Linked DNA regions of Anas platyrhynchos: region 1 is linked to region 2. Evidence: chromatin contacts called from public Hi-C data. All regions are on one chromosome and are shown on one strand. Each heading gives the region's core, a stretch centred on a gene start, on an enhancer-like site or on the middle of the called end of the contact. The rest is flanking DNA. Distances are from core to core; before and after follow the strand shown. Region 1 holds the start of POLR3F (RNA polymerase III subunit F). Region 2 overlaps RRBP1 (ribosome binding protein 1).

Evidence for each region. A called contact is a pair of places that touch in the nucleus more often than the background predicts.
Region 1: a Hi-C map of liver shows a contact between it and region 2, with 1.6 times the contacts expected there. The contact joins the promoter of POLR3F here to the enhancer-like site in region 2. A contact is called at or near these places in 2 of 8 Hi-C or Micro-C datasets (liver and subcutaneous adipose tissue).

What each region holds. Positions count from the first base shown.
Region 1 is chr3:16,004,739-16,007,845 of IASCAAS_PekinDuck_T2T, forward strand. It overlaps POLR3F (RNA polymerase III subunit F), which reads left to right and starts at 1,647. Exons shown (of 9, transcript XM_038177554.2): 1 at 1,647-1,747; 2 at 2,452-2,569. The coding sequence starts at 2,513. DZANK1 (double zinc ribbon and ankyrin repeat domains 1) reads right to left here and starts at 2,281. Exons shown (of 22, transcript XM_027453566.3): 1 at 2,214-2,281; 2 at 1,895-1,952; 3 at 1,105-1,229; 4 at 283-436. The coding sequence starts at 1,213.
Region 2 is chr3:15,865,163-15,868,748 of IASCAAS_PekinDuck_T2T, forward strand. It overlaps RRBP1 (ribosome binding protein 1), which reads right to left. Exons shown (of 24, transcript XM_072035404.1): 20 at 2,769-2,861; 21 at 1,916-1,999; 22 at 1,573-1,671; 23 at 1,215-1,358; 24 at 381-955. The coding sequence ends at 917. Among named protein-coding and RNA genes, the nearest start is that of DSTN, 13 kb to the left of the region's middle. Within about 2 kb of position 1,744, at least 3 of the 8 cell types and tissues checked have an H3K27ac peak or open chromatin away from gene starts, as enhancers often do. A contact at or near this core is called in subcutaneous adipose tissue, where this site is marked.

The DNA of each region.
Region 1 (3,107 bases), core at 397-2,896, 140 kb after region 2:
TATTAATCTCTCACCCACAGCCTCTATGGATCATTGGCCTATATCCATGTCACAGAATATAAAGATCCTGGAGATGATCCATCTCCATAAACAATGAATAAAAAGTGTTATGAGAAAGTGAAGACAGTGCACCCATAAAGATCACTTAGGTTGCAAACTGGTTGGGGAAAGAGTTGTCTCTCATTTTCCAAATACAGGGTAGTTTAAACAACATGGCTCTAAGCCGCTACTGGGATATCAATCCCCTGACAAAATAAAACTAAAAGAAACCAGGATACTTACTTTGTAACTGCAAGTGCCTTGACCATGATTTTCCCAACTGGTAATATGATAGGACTTTTATACTTAAAAGTGTTGTGCTCTCCATAGCCAAGTTTCTTATTGGGTTCTGGTTTACTTCCATCTAATGTGTAATAAATGGAGACCTCAGGTGTATCTGAAAGACAGAGAAAGTAATTAGCTAAACTGTGGGAGAGCTGTAATAAAAACAAACTCCACACCTCTGGAAATCCTCTCTACTGTGCTTGATTTTTTTCCCATAAACAGAATAAAGCAGTTGTATAAATGACTGAAAGTTCATGACCAAAATTGTTTCTCCCATGAAAAATTGGTTCATGACCAAAATTGTTTCTCCCATGAAAAATTGGTTACTAAATGAATACAATTTCAATTGTACGCAGTATTTCTCTTCTTAAAGTAGCTGTACAATGGTTTTGTAGGGAAACATTGCAAAAACTCATCTGTTCTAAAAACAAAAAAATATATTTTCTCCTACGATGAAATGTGGAATTGTAAGGAAGTCCTTTAGGGTAAGCCTAGCACAGGCTACTTTCAAGTGCTATTTTTGCAGTCACAGCAAAATGCAACAACTTAAAGAGCTTGATCTTGAAAGCAATTAAGACCGCTAACATAGAGGAAAACCCCCCATGTCAATGACATTGTTTGAATTAATAAAATCAAGTGCAAGTGTGTTTGGTGTATCAAAACACAGTTAATTTTATAAGTTACTCAGGGAAGTGGATATTCATAAACGTATGATAAAAAAAAGTTTCAAATGGTCACATAAGAAAATGTTTTACATAGAGTCAAAGCTATTATTCGTACCTGATTTTATTTCTACGAGAGTATTTGTATCTATTTCATGTTTAGCCTTCCCTGGAAGAGGGATTCGAAGTGGTATGACCTGAGGAACTGAGACAGAGCCCGCTGTCATTTTTCTCACCAGTGATCTTTAAAACAGAAAAACAAAAAGGCTGACAACATTTTTTTTTACAGAAGAATGCATTAAGAAATGTGGTCTTTTAATGTAATTCCTCATCTTCATTTGTTTATTTTAGGAGAGAGAACACTGGATACTTTAAACTGCTCACTCATTAATATTTATATATTTTTCACATTGAAAAAAAAATAAGATCCTAACCATCATCACACTTTTGATATTTTCTCCTTGAACAAAGCCTGAGATGAGTTCTGTTGCCTTTATTTCACTTCAGCTTTCCTTGCTCACGACTGACTTCCAAGTATTCAAGTGAAACAGCTTTAGCATCATACATCAGTGATACATGCTAAGAGGGAACAGTGAAGTATCCTGACCCTAATCATTAAAGATATGGTATCATTTTCTCTGCAGGAAGAACAAGCTACTTGTTTTGTTGTGGCCACCTGAATGGGTGTCAGGGCAATGCAAGAAGATGTCCTGACGAGGGCTAGAGAGAGACAGCTATTCCTTAAGCTTATCTCATTTGTGGTATGCATTGAAAATATACCTATAAAGCACGTGCCAAACTTAATTTATCATAATTTACGTATGATGTCATTACCTCAGCCAAAGCTCTCTTGTGCAGCATGCACCCTGTGGCAAAGTCACCTCAGGGCGTGCGGATCAGACCTTTACCTGACACCGGGGGCTGTGACCCGCTCTCCTCAAAGCCTCACCAGCTCTTGGCGCACACCTAGGGCAGAAGCACGGGGTCCCCGGTCAGCATGGTGGGAGCCCACCAGGGGGACAGCACAGGTCACAGGAGACAGCATCAGCCTCACCAGGCCCCCGTGCCCCTTCCTCGCACCACACAGCCCCGCTCCATCCCCTCACACTGGGTCCCGGAGCAGAGACTTGCCTACCCCTCGGCATGCAGACAGCCCCTGCTCACCCCCACCGACCCCTGCCCGCCTCCTTGATCCCTGCCTTCGCCACTCGATCCCCCCCATGTTACCACAGACGCCACCATCCCGGCTTAGCAACCGCCCCGTCCCGCCCCTTGCTCCCCGCCCGGCTCCGACGCCATCGCTGCGCGCCGCGGCGGCGCCATGGCGGAGGTGCGGGTGAAGCCGGAGGCGCCCGACCCGGTGGACATCGAGAGCCGGTGGGTGAGCTCTGCTCTCCTCGCCCCCAGCCTTTGGGATGTGGCAGGATAGGGTTTTTAACCTCGCTCTTCTCCCTCCCTCCCGCAGGATAATCGAGCTGTGCCACCAGTTCCCTCACGGCATCACCGACCAGGTGATCCAGAATGACATGCCCCACATGGAAGCCCAGCAGCGAGCCATGGCCATCAACAGGCTGCTCTCCATGGTAGGTCCCCCCGGTACTTCAGGCACCCTGTGCCACTCGTACGGACGGGCTGTGTGGTGGCAGCCTGCCAAAACGGGGCTGGTTGGAGTCAGTGGCCTTTGCTGTCATTTTACGGTTAGCACAGCTTCTTCTTGGTGGCCGTAACCACGTAGGGTCTCCATTACCAATTAAACATACCTCAAAATTTACTGGTTCTGTTCTGTAACAGAAAGTTAACATCCGTGTGTATGTCTGCTTGTCTAGGTTAGGAAGCTAACACCAAGAAGTAACACGTTAGTCTTCTGATGTGTGCAGAATCCTTTGCTCTTCCCCCCATGTACTACTTTCTGTATTTACTATGTAAAACAGAATGTGATACAGCGCTCTTGTGTGTAGCAGTCAAGTGCAAGTGTAGTTACTGTGGGGTTAGTCACAGTGATAACAAGGCCTGGTTCTGGAAGTAACCTAACCTACCTCATTTTGTTTTTCCTATCTATCAATATGTGCATCAGAACATTGGCTGCAAGCTTTTTTGTTCAATAGCTTTTGAATTGGTTGT
Region 2 (3,586 bases), core at 494-2,993:
GTGCAGGGCCAGCAGCGGCTCTGCTCCTGAGCTGCCCCCCTTGGGGGAAGGCAGCTTTGTGGTTTTCCTGCAGGAAGAGGCAGCGTTGCGCCACCCTGGGGAGGTGGAAGGGGCACCCCGCAGCTTTAGGGCCTCAGACAAGGCCCCAAAGGTTGTGGGACCCCAACCACTTTAATCACAGCTGGGGCACCATGGCTGCAGCTCTGCGCCTCCTTCGCTTGCACTGGAAGAAAAGCAGGGGCCAGCAGCTGCAGCACAGCAACAGAACAAAGCAGCCACCACTGGGCAAAGCAGGGTGCATTCTTCATACTTCAGTCGTCCCCAAGACATTCCTGGCACAGCAACTTCGAAAAGTGACCAGAAAAATAAAGCACAGGCTCTTCGCTACGACGTCATTTTAATTGCATCGACACTCAGAAAATACACAAAGGATACGCGCCGAGAGCCACCCGTCAGAGAGAGGCTTCCTTCCACTGGTGGGTCTTACTTTCACACTTCTCTCACTCCAAAAAAAAAAATAATATATATATATTTATATATATAAAATAATAATTGCACCGGTTGATGTACAAACACAGTCTTCCCTTTTCACACATTCGCGAGTTCTGCCGCTCCAGCAGGGTCGAGCCCCGGCACCTGCCCCAACGTGTCGGGAGCAGCACCCACGGGAACGAAGGGTTGTACAAAACAGTATGAAGGTTTTCCTACAGACATACACCTGCAGTGTTTACTGGTTGGTGGTGGTTTCTTTTTTTTTTTTTTCCTTTTTTTTTTTTTCTTAAAGTTTCAAAACTAGGTTTCGGGTCACTAATGGCTTGTATTTTATCTACAGTAAATTCAGCATATACTTTTTATTTTTAGGAATGTGTAAGGCATTTTGGTAAGTTGAAGGGTTAAGTTCTAAGTCACAGACTCATCAAACCGAAGTCCCTTCCTTTGAACTGTCCTCTTCCCCCTGCAGAAGAAACACAAGAGAGCTCAGTTACTCGGTGGGCTCTCGAGGTTAAGCAGCAAAGCATTTCGCAGCCTGGCCACATCTTCCCTCCTGGGCAGGGAAGGATCATGACCACCATCCAACGCAGTCCCAGGGGCTGCCAGAAGCCAGCCGGGTGGGTTGTGGCCGTGGGTGCCCCACTGCTCCCATTTTAAACCACCCCATTTCCCCGCCTGTATCAAGGGAAGGCCTGGTTGAGGCTGGTGCTGCCAGCAAGTACCGTTTCATGAAGCTGTTCTTTCAACTTCTTCACCGTTTCTCTCTCTTTGGCCAGTTGGTCCTGGGTGACCTTCAGTAGCTCCTGGAGTTTGGTTGCTGCTTGGCCCAAGTCCTTTGTTAGTTTTTTTTCTTTTTCAAGTCTTTCCTACACGGGAGTAAAAAGAAGCCATCTGCCTGAGCCTCCCCCTGCAGTCCAGGCTGCTCGCAGGGGACCCCCTCCCTCCAAAACACATCTGCACCTTCCTTGGGAACCATCTACCCTGCCCCACCATCCCCAGGAACCACAAATCACAACCACAGTCCTGCTGGGCAAAGGCTTTTTTGTGCCTGGTGCTGAGCCGAGGCAGCAGCCAGATCACCTTGAGATGCTGGGCCTCCTCCGTGCCTGACGCCGCTGCGTTTTCAGCCACTCTCAGCTTCTCCAGCTCCGCCTGCAAGCTGCGTGCCGAGCTCTGTGCCTGCAAGGGGGACGCACAACCTTTAACAACGCACCAGCCGGTGCCAGCGGGCTCCTCCTGCTCCCTGCCCCATGCAGCAGGGCCTGTGGCTGTCCCTCTGCTGTTGGTGGGTTACAGAGCCACCGTCAGGCAGCTGGCTGCACTGCCCCAGCGTTTTTTGGCCGCTCTCCAGAGGTGCTTTTTCGCAGCCCCAAGGTCCTCTACAGGGGCAAACCCTCGCTCCCCGCTTGCCCCCGGCACCCACCTCCTCCAGCTCCTGCACCAGCTTCTGCCTCAGCGCTTGCTCCTTCTCCACCAGCGCTTCGTTCTGCTCCAGCTGCGTTTTCAACTGCATGGAGAAGGGGAAAGTGTCCAGAAGAGAAAATAAAAATAATAATAATTTAAAAAAACAAAGGCCTAGACGAGGAGCTTCTTCCAGTACCAGGGAAGCTGGGCTACACAGAAGAAACAAAACCTGGAGCTTTGTCCAAGGCACTGAGGGGCAACGGGTACCATCATTGGCCTCTGTACAAAGCCGGGAGGATGCTGATGGTGAGCCCGGGGTTGGTTTTGCACTGCCAAATGGTGCTTGAATTTTTGGGCAGCACAAGCTGGGATTTGGACAAGAGGCACAACAGAGTGTTGGGCGTATCTGGCAGGTCCCCGTGCTGCGGCAGACGAGCAGCGCCCAGGAGAAGGCTCCACGGTTAACAGGATTAAAGGAGAGAGAGGCAGAGCCCAGCTTGGGGCGGCAGCTGCCACCGCCAAGAGGTGTTAGCCTGCGGGGAGCAGCCGCTGCTAATGCCTTCAGCCCGGCTCCGGCGAGATTTGCAGGGCCTCTGCCCCTGCGTGAGCTCCGTAATCCTAATCCCAGCCCCCGAGCAGGCTCGAGGCCGTGTAGCAACCCCAGCTGGAGGCAGCGCTCCCTGCCTGCCTCCCCAAAAACATCCCCAGCCTGCTGCTGGCACAGAGGGCTCCCGAGGGAACAGGTGAAGGAGCGGGATGTGTGTTTGGAGGGGCTCCACGAGCCTGGCACAGGCCAGGAGAGCAAAGCCTCGTGCAGTTGGCCATGCGGGACGGGGCGCGGGACTGCGAGCCACGGCCTCACCCCCCCTAACCTCGAAGGGCTCGGGATCGCTCGGCTCGGCTCGTGACCCCACGACTCCTCCATCCTGCACATGGCTCTTCATCTCACCCAGCTGCTGCCTGACCTGCAAGGAGGAGGAGCAGCGAGGCTGGCTCGGTTACACGCCCCCCAGCACGGCCCTACACAAGGAGCTATGGAGCAGTTTGGGCAGCCTTTGTGCCAGCACACAGGGAGAAATGGCCAGAAGAAACTGAACTCCCAGCTCACTGTGCTCTGAGCACCCCTGCAAACCAGGGATACCACCCAGGACTTTAAAAAATAAACCTCCTGACCCTCTGTTTGCTGCAGCAGGGCTCACAGGAGTGCTGAAAGGCTGGAGCCCTACCCTAACGCAGACTCCTAAACCTCACTGGTGAGATATGCCTCCGAAGAATGAAGCCTTTAAATATTAAAAAGCAAAGCAGCGACTGCTGTCTCAATCAAAGGACTGATTTAAAAAGCAAAAGCCCTCATGAATTTGGCAGGTCTGATGGCTTTCCCGGCCCTTTATCCCAGGCCTCTCTCCCGCTTACCCGCAGAACCCCAGCCCCATCTTCCAGCCCTCCAAGCAACTCCTCCAACACCCAGGGGACACACGACAAAATTCACCCCACCCAGAGCTGGCTGGCTGGATGCTTAAGGCACCCAAATGTCCGCCCAGGGTGGTGGCGGGGGCAGTCAGCGTCCATCAGGGGGACAGCTGGGGTTTTGTGCTACATCCCAGCTCACACCAGCTTTGCTGCTCTCCATTCCTTCCAACCACCATCAGAGAGGAAAGAAAGGCAGGTAAAATCCCCTACTGGGTCACCA